Regions from separate parts of the Sus scrofa genome. Here region 2 is linked to region 1. A link is a contact called in public targeted proximity ligation data. All regions are on one chromosome and are shown on one strand. The core of a region is the stretch at or near the end of the contact, and the rest is flanking DNA. Distances in the headings are between cores, read along the strand shown. Region 1 overlaps LOC110260342 (a long non-coding RNA gene). Region 2 holds the start of OLFML3 (olfactomedin-like protein 3).

Region 1 (2,706 bases), core at 76-2,575:
GCAGCAGCATGATCGGGTTAGAGCATAGGTGAGTTCACGTCTCTGCATTCACTGGCTTCGAGTCTCACTCAGAGTATAAGGCAAACAAGTTCAGATCCTACAGCCCCTGCCCGACGGGGCTCTTCTACTGTTTCCTGCCATACATCCCTCTGCTCCCTCCTCTTGGTCACAGACACCCTCCTGTCTCAGGTCTTCAGCTTTGGTCCTTTCATCTGGCAAGCTCTTCTTCCAGGATCCCCCTGGCTCCATCCTCTCCTCCAGGTTTTTACACACGTGTTGCTTTCTCAGTGAAACTTCACTCGACCACCTTTTAACATATGCAACCTGCCCCCCTAACTCTGCCACACTCCCTGTCCCCCACGTCTGCTTTACTTTTTTCTTTAGCACTTAACTGCTGTCTGATCTTACATGTTTTACTTATTTATTATATTTAGACCGTAAGCTCCATGAGGTCAGACACGTGTGCCTGTTTTGTTCGCTGTTATACACCCCCTATCTACAATAATGCCAGGTACGTCATAGGCATAAGAGAAAACACATGATTTATAGAATGGATGGATGGATAAACGGATGGATGGAAAGGAATTTTCATCACTGCTGGTAAGCAATGGGGGTTCTGAGAAAGGAGCCAAAGGCTTAGTGAATGTACCAAAAGGGACCGTTGAAGCAGTGTAGTCTCGGGGCACAAGCTGTTGAATAATGGGTCACTGGTTAGATTACTTCTATGGAACAGTAGCAGATGTAGCAGCATGAAATGAACTAACTAGGAAGGCTGTTACAAAGCTGATTCTAGAATCACAGGTGCAAGGGTAGAGAGAATAAAACTATACATCTTATACCTTACTTGGTATAATTAGACATGTAGCCTAATTAAAAATGACTGTGTACCCCAGAGTGGTAATGGGGCCTGGGCACATTCGAGACTCTTGATATTTCTCAGGAGATTAGTTTCTACAGTGGAAATGGAAGAATTCAAAACCATAAACTAATGTACTGTTTTGCAGTTTACAAAGTACTGTTGAAAAATATCCTAATAAAATTGCTCACCGATTAAGCAATTATCTTACATGATAGTAAGATACTTATACTTATTGAGAAATAAGATACTTACCCTGTGCTAAGTGTTTTACTTTTGGTATCTTCTCTAGGTCCTCACAGCTTCTAATAATTATCCCCAAGTGTGTAGCCTCAAAAACTTCTATAGAGCACCTACTAAACCAGGCACCATGCAAGGCACTGAAGCTGCAAAACTGTATTGGTCTTGCCTCAAGGAACCTACAATCTTGTAAAGGAGACAAATGCAAAAACAGCTATTGCAGCCCACGGTGATACATGCTGTGGTGTAGGATGAGGCATAAGCACATCATAAGACCTGTGGGCAAAGGAACAGTAGCTTCAAAAAAAATTCCCATATCCCCTTCCTCAATCACATACGGTTATTTGTTAATTTCCTCTTTTGCCTTATGAGTGGACTTTTCCAGGGAAGTCCATTAGTCTATAACCACTCTATTTACAATGCCCAGAAATCGGATTAGTGGTTGTCTTGTGACTACGCATGAGGGAGGGGTGGTGGAAGCCTTGTGTGTCTCCTCCTTTCTTTCTAGGGCCTTTCCAGAGAAGGCTGATGTAAGGTTTGAAGTCTGTTTGATGGTGACCTGACTCAGAGGGGGATCAAAACCCCACCAATGTACCCACAGATGTAGACCTCGATGGTGCCTGAATCTCGGAGGACATGGCCCTGATACCCCAGAGTGGAGACTGGGCAGCTTAGGAAGTGCCAAGTGATGTATCAAGGGTACAGGAAGAAAATATTGGAATGTGTGCTAATAACTAAAAATAAGAAAGGAGTCAAGCTTTAATTACATTTAATATACAGAGTGACCCCTACATGATTGTTTGGTCTGTGTGTCTGTTGGTCCCATGTCACAGTGACTGTAAGGGGTATCCTGAGGCACACTGAGTATCACATGCACACACACACACACACACACACACAGAGGCTGATGGTTGTACCTTCCTTCACGCATTTGTTCTCAGGGTGTTGTAGCTCATTTGTGCTATTTGTGAGGATATGCTGATTTACACCATTTCGTTTTAACTAAATGAACTTTCACAAAATGGAGAAGTGGCTTAAGAACCCTGCAAAGAAAGAAAGAGCATCTTGAAGAGAATAACACAAATCCAAGCAAACAATAAGAAAATGGCATATTGTTCCTAAGCTGATATCTGCTCATTGTCTGATACATTATGACGTTAGAAACGAGGACCATCTAATCAGATCAGACAAGTAGTTGGCAAAAACAAATTTAGAAATTATCAAGAGGACTGCACCCTTTTCTCTGCTGGTGTTTATTATAAGCTCACCCTAAGTGTATATTAAATCCTGAGATACTAGCTAATAATAGAGGTACACGAATCTATAGTTTATAGATAAAGAAATATAGTACTTATATTGGGTTGGGGTACAAATGTTTTCACTGCTAAAGGTGTATGAAAAAAATGGAAGGCTCCTATTGGGGAATGAGACCTGCTTTGAGACGTCCTGGCCCTTTAAGATAAATCTTCTCTGTTATATGGGCAGAAGCTGAAGGCTAGTCTGTGCGGACTTGAGATCAAGGACTTGTTGCTTATTTGCTTTCAAGCTGTATTTTTAAAACAACCCTATCTGCATGCTGGTGCTCCCTGAAGAAGCTTCCAGTGTGCTGT
Region 2 (2,706 bases), core at 116-2,615, 260 kb after region 1:
GGAGAGCAGGGCCCGGCAGCGTGCAGTCGTGCGGCCAGCCTCCTCCACTCTAGCGGGCGGCGCGGCTAGCTTTGGAGGCGGGCTGGGGGCGGTGCCTCCTCTCTTTCTGGATCTCCCAGTCTCCCTCACTACTCTGGAATGCTTTCAGTCTCCTTACGGGCCGCCACCCCCTCCCTTCCGCCTGGATTGATCAAACACAGATGGCCCTGTTACAGAGAAGCCAGAAGCCTTAACCACCTCCCGCCTGGGCTGGTAGGCTCCCCAGAAGAAGGGAAGGAGATTGGAAACCCCAGGGCAAAGGCCTTCTGGGCAGTCACCAAGGAAAAGATGCTAGCAGCAGGAGGCAGAGGCCCCAGAGAAAACAGCAAACTCTGTTCCTGTTTCAGAATGCTCCCAGTGCTGAATGAAGAAACATCCTTCATTAATTCCTTCCTTTACCGGCAATAAAATAGTGTGAATTGTTTTCTGCCTTTAGTGGAAGCCGGAAGCAGGGGTGATGAGGGTTATGGGGAAGAGATGGGAAAAAAGGCCTTGGAGGTCGTCTGTACTACCTCTTCTAGAGCTCATTGGCGCCACCTTGTGCTAAATAAGCACCTGATGTCATCTCAGGATTAACAGGGAAACCAAGGCTTAGACTTCACCTCTTGAGGAAAATTTTCCACAAAGCAAGCCAAGTAGATTGAATTTACAGGGATTTTCATGATTAAAATGCAGCCTTCCCCATGGGGCTATTCAATTATTTATGAGGGCTATCTCAATCTCTCTCTGATTTAGCCTAAGAGAATGTAATTGAAATAAACAATTATATAAAAAAAAGCCCAAAAATAGGTCATTGAGAAATGAGTAAATTAATTCTTGATTATCTAGACGTGAGACTGACAGCAGAGCTTTTCTATATATAGTCTTCCTTTGCCTGAAATCATCTATGCATATTCTCTTACCAAACTTGGGGAGTGTTGAGTGAGTTCACATTAATTTTACACTCATCTATTTAGGGGGAAAAAAATCAGAAAAACATGTTGAGTCTAAATCAAAATAAATGCATTCTGACTTCCCTACCAATAGGAGAGAAGAGATTATGGATCATTTCTCTTGGTTATGGCCCCAAAGGGCCTTTCTAAATGTTTCTCATTTCCATATCCAAAGTAGGACTGCAGGAGCCAGCCCAAAATGAATTAATGGCCACCGTAAGGTACCCTTGTCCTAAAACACATGCATCAAAAGAATTCAAACAAACACAGCATTTATTCAGAGACCTGCAGTGAATGAAGCTCTAATTCCTTATCAGGAGAAATTTTACTCACTTTAATCAAGAGAAATCTGATCAGATGTCCTTCTCCTCTGGGAAAAAAATAGTATCTTCTTGTGGTTATTCTTATTTTCATTCTGCTACTTTAGATGTCTGGTGGAACATGCTAGGAGGCAAAGTTTAATTACAACCAGTGTGAGAAGTCTGTGCCTCTTTCAGAGGGCCAGATCCAGATGATCTTAAGTTAGGGCCCTGGACGCTCCATTCTTGGGAAGCGTCCTCTACCGACCCCTATTCATTTCTGCGTGGAGATCTGTATGAAGAATGAATTTGCCTCTAACACTCTACTGAGGTTCAGATGCAATGGACCTGGCCATTCCAAAGATGCCTATTACCGACCCTTTGGAACACTTACAACAGAAATCAAAGAGAGCCACTTGAATCAGAAAATTTATCCATTTTATTGATGCATTGCAATTGCTCTACATTTTACCATATTATGTAGAAAATACTGAAAATACAAGCTACTTTGTAAAACTAAAGACAAACATTGAATCCAAAGATAAACTATGTTTTACACAATGGACCCTTTTCCCATAGTTAGTATTAAATTTTAAATATCTATTTCCTTTGTTAAAATGATTATTTTACATACTCCCTAAGTACATCTGCATTACAAACAAAGCTCAGTAATTCTCAGAAACTGTTTCTAGAGGCTTGTTGTAAAAGGAAGCGCACAACCGGAAAAGGGAGAAAGCAAAAAAAGTTTAAATCGCACACAATAACTAGCATATCAAATACATTTAATAAAGTTGGAATTCCATTGCAATATCAAGGGTTCAAAGCAGAAATACTAACAATACATATAATGTACATAAAATGTACTGCTACATGTAGTGAGATTATTTTTCAAGCTGAATCAAAACCACACATTATATAAAGTTTAGCAACAAACAACCATGTAGACATGCTGCACCATCCATCAGTTTAAAAAAAAAAAAAATCGAAATAGGAAGCAGGCTTGGGTCATTCCTGTCACTGAGAGGCAATTTCATTTCCTATCCTAAAATAAATCACCCTAACCAGTGGGTTTTGCATAATAATGCTGAAGAAAACACACACTACTGTGCTTGCCTGGCTCTAGGCAGTCAAGCTCAGCCCCTCTAGTGGAGGACGATGGATGGTCACAACTGTTTAAGTGGAGTTATTCCTGGGCCTGGGGATTTTAGCTGAGCACTGACTGTAGTATCACTTCCTGGAAGCGACTGAAAACTCTGGAATGATCTAGTGTCCTGCTGAGCCTAGAGTGGCTGTACCTAACCCTTCCCACTTCCTCTCTCACCCCGAAGGGGAGAAGTTGGAAATACAAATTCTGAGAGGACCTAAAGCCTTAAGCTGATCTGAGGTCAGGCCACTGTGACCTGGGCCAGATGCTCACTTAATTCCAGGGGCTTCCC

Evidence for each region.
Region 2: a targeted proximity ligation map of alveolar macrophages shows a contact between it and region 1. A contact is called at or near these places in 20 of 47 Hi-C or Micro-C datasets (adipose tissue, alveolar macrophages, embryonic fibroblasts and 11 more) and 1 of 2 datasets of targeted methods (alveolar macrophages).

Annotation. Positions count from the first base shown.
Region 1 is chr4:106,304,951-106,307,656 of Sscrofa11.1, forward strand. The region is part of intron 2 of LOC110260342 (a long non-coding RNA gene); the gene reads right to left. Among named protein-coding and RNA genes, the nearest start is that of SYT6, 110 kb to the right of the region's middle.
Region 2 is chr4:106,569,721-106,572,426 of Sscrofa11.1, forward strand. OLFML3 (olfactomedin-like protein 3) reads right to left here and starts at 1,366. Exons shown (of 3, transcript XM_021090022.1): 1 at 1-1,366. HIPK1 (homeodomain-interacting protein kinase 1) reads right to left here. Exons shown (of 16, transcript XM_021090012.1): 16 at 1,689-2,706. All of the region lies in intron 2 of LOC102157897 (a long non-coding RNA gene), which reads left to right.